2 separate regions of the Hordeum vulgare genome follow, and region 1 is linked to region 2. Evidence: chromatin contacts called from public Hi-C data. All regions are on one chromosome and are shown on one strand. The core of a region is the stretch at or near the end of the contact, and the rest is flanking DNA. Distances in the headings are between cores, read along the strand shown. Region 1 holds the start of LOC123448047 (signal recognition particle 54 kDa protein, chloroplastic-like). Region 2 holds the start of LOC123448042 (rho GTPase-activating protein 5-like).

Region 1 (4,694 bases), core at 2,008-4,507, 670 kb before region 2:
TCGAAATTTGAGAAAATGTTCGATTTTTTAAAAAAAATCGTAAATTAGAAAAATGTTCGCATTTCTCAAATATTGTTCAGGAATTTCAAAATTTGATCGTGTTTCTAAAAAACTGTACATAAACTTATTATTTGAAATTTTCACAATTTTTTTCAAGTTTACGAAAAATGATTCCGTAAAAAAAATGGTTTTCAAATAAAAAAATGTTTGCGCCTTCAATGTTTGAAAACATGCTCCCCTTTTTCAGAAGTTGTTCAGAAATTTCAGAAAATGATCTAGTTTTCAAGTTTTTCTTTCCAAAATTTTTGTATTTACAATTTACTTATAAATTCATCCACATTTTAAAATATTGTTCAGGAATTTAGAATATTGTTTTTTGTTTTGCAAAAATTGTTCATTATTTTTCTTTAAATATATATATATTCAAGATTTTGAAAAATGTTTCCGTTTCAAGAATTGTTTCCAAATTTGAAAAAAATTGTCGTTGTCTTGAATTTTTATTGGGAGTTTGAAGAATTGTTGCCATTTTACAAAAAGTGTTCAGACTTTTTGAAAAATATCCGGTTTTAGAAAATATTTAGGAGATGGGAAAATGATTTGGTAGTTTAAAAAATGTTTGTATTGGAATTAACAAAAGTTCACATAGCAATATTTGGAGTTTAATTTTTTTAATCTGCTAACAAATTAGAAAAGTGATCCCGTATCATGAAACATTTACTTTTTTCAAAAAAATCTTTTGCGTTGGAAATTTAAAAAATATTCCAATCTATGATGGAATGTGTTCTTATAGTTTTAGCGCTGCTTCGGAGCATTAGCGTTGGTAGTCTCACGAAAGTTTGTACCATGAGATGACAAGTTTGATTTCTTGTGAAGTCTCTAATTTTCTACAGTATTATAGGCTTTCTCTACAGTAGACCGGCGCTAGCTTCAGGGGCGTCCCAGTTGGGTATCCGCCTGTGCATGCAGTGCGGCACCTAGAAGCTCCCAATGGCGCCAGGACCTCCTAGCCGGCGCTACTGGCGCTGATTGCCGGTGTGGCGCTCATGCACGCACGATCGTGGGTCAGCCCAGATCTCTCAATCAACCTCGCCAGTTTCTCTGCCAGCTTTGGTCGCTCGTTTGATTTTGAAGGTCACGGTCTTCTAAAAAAGGGTAGGTCGTGGTTGATGAGTAGACTTTGAAATAAATGAAAAAAAAAATCAATTAATAAATGTTCATGGATTTTGAAAAAGTTCAAAAGGTTGACCATTTTCGAAAAAGTACATCGATTTTGAAAAAATTGCGTCAAATTTGAAAAATATATCATCCAAAAAAGAAAAAAGTTCATGAGAAAAGTTTGTAATTTCTTGAAAAAATACATATGTTATTTATCAAATTGAAATCAAGTTCATGAGAGAAAAGTTCGTAGATTTGAAGATTAATTTCACAAAAATTATTGTCATCGAATAAAAGAAAAAAAGAAAAGGGAGAAAGGGTAAAAGGAAAGAAGATGCAGCCTGGAAGGAGTTCACCCGAGATCACTAATTGACGAATACATCTTTCAATGATCACTTTTACCTTTTCAGTTTGCATTGCATGTGTGTCACTTCTCGTAACTTGAAAGTTTTCCTTTTTTTAGTAGTTTCGTATTTTTAAAATATTTTATCTTGTAAACCGTGCGTCGAAATCTTGAATCGTTTTCATCATTGTGTTTCTGGCGTTGAAATCTTCAAAACTAGATCCCATGTTGATAGATTTTGACGATTTTTTACGAAAAAATACGAATGAACAAACGTGCTTCTCGCGAAAAAAGCAGAAAACATGTTTTTTCTTTTCCGACAGGCACAACCGTGTCTCTCGCGAAAGCAAAACCGTACCTCTCACAAAAAAAAACTGAAAACACGTTTTCTTTCCTTTTCAAGAGGCACGACCGTGCCTCTCGCGGAAGCAAAATCGTGCCTCTTGCAAAAAATAGAAAATATATTTTTTCTTTCTGAGAGGCACAATCATGCCTCTCGAGAAAACAAAAACTGTGTCTCTCACGAAAAAAATTAAAAACACTTTTTTTCCTTTTCGAGAGACACGACCGTCCCTCTCGTGAAAAAACAAAAAACATGTTTTTTCGTGCAAAATTTTGGAATATTTTTGTCCAAAAGCTAAGAAAAACTGATGAAAACCGGAGCATAAAAACCCTAGAAAAAATTAATTAAAAAAACGAAAACGCATGCAAAAAAAAAAAATCTAAAGGAAACACTCAGAACATGACACGTGACGGTGGCTGAGAACACGTCAAGTAGCGACGCATGATAGTGATCGTTGGGAGGCTTTCTAGAAAGTACTCCTTAATTAGTTGCTCTCGAGTTCACCGGCTTGATTCACTATATGCGCACCTTTTTTTGCATTTTAAGAAAACATAATAGAAAGAGAGTTGGGCCGGCCCAGCACGGAGGAACTTCAGGGCGCATATTATTGTAATTCATCAAAATTTATTTTTAAAGGTAGAAGAAAAAAATAACTGAAACATATCATGACAATTTCAGTGTAAACATCATGTCAATTTATGTGCAATAGACATGGCAACTTTTAACCCAAAAAAAGCATGATCTAGTTACAAAGATCTCGTTGTGATCGATTTAATGATGAAAATAGTTTTTTAATCAATTATTTATTTAAAAGATAAAATATTTTAAAAACTGGAAATAAAAAGATCCCTACATGTATGCATGTGATGACATGGCGCAATCTATGTGTTATAAATGTGTGGATGAATGTTGCTCCGGTCACAAATATGGACGTTATCGCGATTCAAATAATATCCACCCGCCAACGAGAAGGACCCGTGAATCTATGCCCCTCAAAATAGAAATAAAAATGGATCTATAGTCCTCGACTTGATACGAGCCGTTTCATGTCAGCATTTGTTCTCTAACACCGCGGCGTCCAGAACGGCTCAGTTAGAGCATCTCCAACAGTCCGTATATTCAATCGTTGGTATAAGTGTTCACGTCAACAATCAACAGTACATCATACAAGCTCTTTAATGGAATGTATGATAATCGTATGTAGAATAACTAAGTGAGTTTATTAAATATTAAAGAAATAACCATGCTTGCCTCGTAGCTTGTGCGTGAACCGTTGCTTCAAGTTCATACGATTTCATTCTTTTTTTATTATTATTATGTCATGTCATCAAAATCATCTACAATCAATACATTCGAGATGGCTGAGAACTCCCTCTTATCCTCCTCGTTGCTTGGCTCGCCTCGCCTCCGCAGAACGCTCCCCCTCTCCAATGGAGGCCACTGCCACACTCACGCTCTCTTCGTCTCCCACCGGCGCCCGCCGCTTGCCGGCCAGGCCCGCCGCGGCCTCCCTTCACCTCCGCCGCGTGCCCGATCTCTCCTTCCGCCTCCGCGGGGCCCAAGGTCCCGCTGCCTTCCGCGCCCTCTCTTCCCCATTCCCGGTTCGCTCTGAGCATCTGCAACTTCCTAGCTTCTTCCCTCTGAGAACGATCTCGACCTTGTCTCCTTTTAACCGGATGTTTTTCTTACCTTGTTACGGTTTGGGGCGCCCTCAGGGATGCAGGAGAAGGAGGAGGGGAAGCGGGATGGTTGTGAGGGCGGAGATGTTCGGGCAGCTCACCACCGGGCTGGAGTCTGCGTGGAACAAGCTGCGAGGCGTCGGTGCGTTCGCTTCTTCGCTTGCTTCTCGCCTCGTGTGTGGATTTTGTTTTTGTCATACGTAATGCTCTAGTTGCAATGTGTTGAACAGAGTCACATTCAGTTTTCCTCCCAAAAATATGTGTGGTGTGTCGAATCGTGTATCAGGTTCACAGATTCTTATATGAAACTGTGAAGTTCTAGATTGGCTATCTATGAAGTGATAACTTTTTTTGCTTACAACTTTGTAATGTGTGGATCGTTTTGTCCAAACGATTCAATGCAGTATGAGTTTTTCATGCTTGATCAGCAACGCTGACTGCACCCTCTGTAGCTTTGTTATAAATCATGATTGTAAATAATGAGGGAAATGCCTTTTGTGGTTTAAGATCGACTGACAAAGGAGAATATCGCTGAACCGATGCGGGATATTAGAAGAGCACTTTTGGAGGCAGATGTATGTCTCATCTCTTTCAGTACATGGCTTTCTTGTGGATCTATATTTCTACTTTTTTGTCTTCACAATCTAATGCAGAACCTACTTTGCAGGTAAGTGTGCCAGTAGCAAGAAGTTTTATCGAGTCCGTTACTGAAAAGGCTGTAGGCACTGATGTGATCCGGGGTGTCCAACCTGAGCAGCAGTTGGTGAAGGTATACTCAAATCTGAGGATCCTGGAGAATTATAGATTACATGCGTCAAATTTTCTATGTATACTTTGCATAGCCATTATTGACGGGTGCATATTATTGTGCACACAAGTGACCTTAATTGAGGAATTCATTGATTAGCTTGGGCTAACTGAATGTGGTCTTCCAATATAATACTATATGTACTTCTAGCTCTAGAGGACTAACAAGAGTTAAATGATGTAGGTTGTGAATGATGAACTTGTACAACTGATGGGTGGAGAGGTGTCAGATTTAGTATTTGCAAAAACTGGCCCAACGGTTATCCTATTGGCAGGTCTGCAAGGTGTTGGGAAAACTACCGTCTGTGCTAAGCTTGCCTTCTATCTGAAAAAGATGGTGCATTCCTGAGCTTTCTTCTTTAAGCAT
Region 2 (5,180 bases), core at 2,409-4,908:
CTATTTAGCAAAACAAAGCTGACTAACTCAGGGACACAAAATTGTGGTGTCAAATCAGTTAATAACACCACATAACTGCACTGGAAAGCAGTATTAGATTCTGCAACATAAATTTGTTGCACAGAAGAGTAATAGCTTTTGTATCCCTTTGAAAAAGAAGACTTGTTTCCACTAGAAAGAAAATCTGGACTGACAGGTGTTGTGATAGAATCCGACTATTGAAGATAAGCATAATCAATAATAAATATGTGAGTGCTTCTGTCAACGGAATGGCATAAATCTACATGACAGAAGGAAGCTTACTTTGATTAGACCCGCCAAACAGTGAACATCAATGCCATCCGGCACAGATCCACTATTTAAGTGATCTCGCACAAACTCTTCCTGGCTATTCTCCGCATTTATACGAAAAATACCTTCTGCCTGCAAAGTAAAAAAACAAAACAACATGAATGTGGTCAGCACTCAGGAAAAGCTACAGGATGCTTAAGCAACTTAGAGTCGATTAAAATGATAAAACTTCATACCCGAAGACCGCCTTGTTCATAAAGACGTCTTTGCATCATCAAGAGAATCGTTGGAACACTGTTTCCTCTGGAATCATATGAACACTGCATTGATTGTGTTGAAACGCCAAAGACACTAGCACTGCATTTGAAGTTTGAATCAGCTGAAGAACACCAACAACACAAGGAAACATGAACTGGACCCAATCATACACAATGCTCCAAAATACACCTTACTTACAAAAGTAAAGAGCACATAGCCACTTAGGTCAAGGCATATTTCAGTTTTTTTTTATTTTGAAGACAAGTCAAGGCATTTTCGGCGGACCGTATTTCAGCAATTAAGACGGTCTGCAAGAACATCGAATTCACCCAAGTTATGCGGGACCTCTACATATTGTTGCATGCTTACAAAATTGGCATGACCATAAAGATGTGAGCACAGTTCACATCATCATTAGGTGCTGGTTTACTAACTCAAGTGCGCAAACCATCCAGGAAACAGTTTTCCATTTTCTTTCAAAATCTTTGCACATTCCAGAAGTTTCCCAACTATTTAATGAGCACAACTCCTATGCTCCAGTTTTGTTGATTGCAATCCAGTTTGAACTATGAAGATGGGTTCTAGGTGTTTGCGCCACTTTATCTTTTTTCGAGGCAAAATGATTCCATCCTTGTACAGAGAACCATTTAGCCTATTCTTTTTAGATTGCCTAGAAATAATAACCACATCCTGGAATGCCCAAGATCAAACAATAAATATAATACCTATGTGTGTTCCTTATTCTTTCTGCTTTTCTAGTATAACCTTGAGAGGACCACTAAAGTTACTCAAGTCACTAAAGTTGGCAAAACACAATAAACAGATGCAGACAAATGATAATATGCAAGGTGATGGAATCATCTAATCACGAAAAAACATGTCCATAGTGAATCATGAAATTCCCAGCAGTTCTTGTTTTGATCTAACACCATGACTTAGAGTGCAATAATCTACTTCTTGATATTCCTAGTTCAATCAACTGAATTCCAACAGGTATCCAGTGTTCCTTAAAAGGGGTCATTAGCATGCCAGGTAATGCGCGTGCAACTGTGCTACAGAAATTAAAGAACGGGGATGCAGTAATACAGGCGCCATCGAGTACGTCTTGCACTGAATGAAAAATACGTTAGTAGTTTAATATTTGTATAGCAAGCATAAGCACTTTTACCAAACAAAGCAAGAGGTGATACAGCTGAGCTGATCCAACAAGAGGTTGGACTTAATAAATGGCATGAGTGTGCCAACTAAGTACTACTACCTTTTGATTTTCATTAAAATAACCATACACTTTATAACACATGGATGTTGGGCAGAAAATGTTTATTTGGTTGGTTTGCTTACAAGCCAAAACATGATTTGAGTTGACGAGAACATTAAAGTAGACAGAATGACTGCCATAACTAAATGCAGAAGCTCTGTAAATTTCAAATTTAACACTGTCTGTTTATTTCTTTACTTATTAACGAAGATTCCGTTGCAGGTGTTCTGTTCCATTTTGAGCCTCATTAAAGTTGTAGGTATCGATTTCATCTTTCTTGATTTTATTAGTAACCAGTTACAGAAAAACCATGCAACTCTATCCATAACAGGCATCGAGAGCCGTGATTGGCCAATTATCTATGAAACAGGGGGGAAACTCTGCACAAACTATTTGTGGACAGAGTGGTGGTCCAAAGCGTGCCCATCATCATAATTCATAAACAGTTTATCTACCATACATCAACTCCAGCTCAGGCAGCCAAGTACCAGCAAAGGGGGAAGAAGTCTACGGAGGGCACCTAACCCGGTTGTGTGTGTTTGTTGGCATCATATTAATATACACATAACTGAAGTGAAATATAAATTCCACCTGAATTTATCTGTCTAGCAAGCCTCAGACCAAAGCAAACAGAGGTTGCAATTCCAGCCAAAGTACCATCTCTTTATCCCGATTAAAACCACAACCAAAATAGGCAAACATTACTACTAGCATCTAATCAAAATGTTGTAAAGTGACAACTACTTCAAAAAATAACAGTGGGAACTGGATGATACTGAATATGCAGAAACATTTTGAGTTTAAAAATAGAAGAATGTTTTCGGAGCTTGTGGTGAAGAAACGTGAGAAGAGACAGAGAGAGTGACGGACCTGGCACTGGGAGCGCGGCGGGGCACCTCGGGCTCGAACTCGACGGGAAGCCCGAGGAATCCATGGAACCTGTCGAACGTGACGTGCGCCACGTGCTGCACATCCGTGGGCAGCCCAATCTCCATCCCGCCCTGGCCGTGGCCTTCGCCGCCGTCCTCCGCCCTACACCGGAGCAGCGACTTCCTTAGCAGCTCGAGAAGCAGCGCCAAGAAGGACCAGCGCTCCTCCTCCTCCTCCGATCCTTCCACCTGTCGCTCCGCGGATCCTGCAGGGCCCTGGGCGCTGCTGGTGGTGCCTCTCTGGAGCACGTCGCTATCGGCTAAATAGCGCAGGGAGGTGGAGGAGGAGGAGGAGGAGCCGCGGCTTGCGGGCGAAGCGAGGTTGGTCGGGCCCCGGAACAGCGCCACCTCCGTCATTGCTTTTCCGCCCGAGCTCCCCTTCTTCTTCTCAGGGAATTATTACGGTGCGGCCAGTAATCTGGTGCGGCGTAGGGCCGATTTGGCCCGGCGGTGCGAGCTTTCTTGGGATTTCCTGGGTGGTGGTGGTGGAGTGGGCCAAATGCCTGGGATGATTGGATCCTGGTAGTGGAGTTCTTGGTGGCGGGACGCTAATTTAGGATTGATTTCTGCTCTGCTGGCTCGCCATTGGAGATTGCTGGGACGGGGAGGGGAGGTGATTTGGGCGCTGCATGCGGCCGCGTGGTCCAAATCCACAGCGGAGCGGGGCTTGTATTCTAATCTGGGTCGCGCTGGGGACAAAAAAGTAAGGAAAGGAATCCAAGTGGATCTCTGATTAGCGGGGGTTTCTTGATGTGGTGGTGCGTTGGGTGGGTAATGGTGGATAGGATTTGTGTGGAGGTGGAGGTGGAGCTGGAGCTGGAGTTGGATTGAAGGGAGGGTCAGGCCGCCTGGGTCGACGACGAAGACGATGGTGATGATGATGGTGATGGTGGTGTGACGATCATCATCATCCTTTGGTCTCCTCCTGCGCTCACGCGTGCGGTGCTCTTCTTTCAATTTACAACTGTGTTTTACAAGACACGCGCGTGTATCTAGGTCATCAATTTAACTTATATAAAAGAAACTGTCCGTTGGAGTGCTAACTTATATAAAATTTAACTTATATAAAATTTAGATGTGACCAAAATAGATGTGATTTTGTACTAGAGTTAGTACAAAGACAGTTATTTTGGGACGGAGGGAGTATATTTATTAAGCGTGCCATCCAAGAGAGAGGTGATAATAGCTTCTTCATTTTTAGCGTCGAGAGGTGATAAATAGCTAAATTAACGGGTGATGTGATGCGCCCATGAGCAAATTAACTAACTACCTCGTGTGTACGTACTTGATTCATTCGACTGACGGACGGAGAGTTTGGTAGTACCGTGCTCCCTTTTCGACAATGACTACGCTTTTTGTTGGCAGCACTTTTACGACTGGATGCTGCCTTTTGGCAGGTTTGGTATTCACGTGTTGAATTGAAGGGCCGACTGTACAACAAATTGTGTATGTAAAAATAAGTCATTTCTTTTAGCCATCATAGCAACTCCAACGGACCGACCCAAATTGACGGCGTTTTTGTTCGTTTGGGTCGGCCATTCGCCCGGCGTCCGTCCTGTTTTAGATTTGGGTCAGCGGTGCGTCCAACGCGCCGACCCACTTCACGTCCGCACATAATTTTTGAAGAAGACCCGCGGCCATAGATCATGTCAGCGGCCATGTCTCATGTCATCATCATGCCAGCGCCGGCACACAATGCCGGTTTTAAAAAATATCACCACACAGTTCATGTTGGCGCACTCGCCAGCGGCAGGCGCACATGTCAGCACATAAAAAAGGGGTGGGACTTGAGTTAGACCACGTCATCGCGGCCCCGTGGTCATGCCAGCACACCTGTCGGCATACAAAAAAAGGACGGCGCTCGCCACCATAGATCACTCATAGTCGAACTTGAGCATGTCACCTGCATGAAGGCCGCCTGATCTTGATCACGCATGAAGGTCGCCTGATCTTGATGAAAGGTGGACGGCGTGAACGCCCCTCGGCCGTCCTAGCTTTGTGTCTCGACGGGATCATAGCCAGCGGCCGGCGTACCACCCTCGAAGATCAAGTTCTGCATATAGTCCCCGCCGCCGCCGGTCGGCATTCCGTCGAACAGGTTGCGTGCGCCCGGCAGCACGTCGGCTCGCATCTGCCGCACGCGTTTCCTCACGCCTCCGGATGACGAGCCACCGGGCGCGGGTCATGCTCACTTCGGGCGAGCAATCTCCGGAGAGGTGGGAGGCCTGCGGGTAGACGTGGAAGTTGGGCATGAGGGTGCAAGACGACGCGCGGGGCGAGTCGGGTAGCACCATCCGAGGGAACACGGGTGAGCCGGTGCTGGCCGCGACCACGGCGGCGTTGACGAGGTCGTGTTGGCTAGGGTTTAACCCTAGCATATAGAACGCCTCCCTCGTTGCCGCCGCATGCATGCGGCCCTTCCTCTTGGTCGACTCCCTTGCACG

Evidence for each region. A called contact is a pair of places that touch in the nucleus more often than the background predicts.
Region 1: a Hi-C map of seedling shows a contact between it and region 2, with 2.9 times the contacts expected there. The contact joins the promoter of LOC123448047 here to the promoter of LOC123448042 in region 2. A contact is called at or near these places in 2 of 6 Hi-C or Micro-C datasets (leaf and seedling) and 1 of 1 datasets of contacts at active chromatin or transcription factors (embryo).

The regions. Positions count from the first base shown.
Region 1 is chr4H:108,696,704-108,701,397 of MorexV3_pseudomolecules_assembly, reverse strand. It overlaps LOC123448047 (signal recognition particle 54 kDa protein, chloroplastic-like), which reads left to right and starts at 3,257. Exons shown (of 15, transcript XM_045124815.1): 1 at 3,257-3,442; 2 at 3,557-3,662; 3 at 4,028-4,095; 4 at 4,188-4,289; 5 at 4,512-4,664. The coding sequence starts at 3,272.
Region 2 is chr4H:108,024,019-108,029,198 of MorexV3_pseudomolecules_assembly, reverse strand. LOC123448042 (rho GTPase-activating protein 5-like) reads right to left here and starts at 3,658. Exons shown (of 5, transcript XM_045124811.1): 1 at 2,678-3,658; 2 at 528-648; 3 at 304-423. The coding sequence starts at 3,093.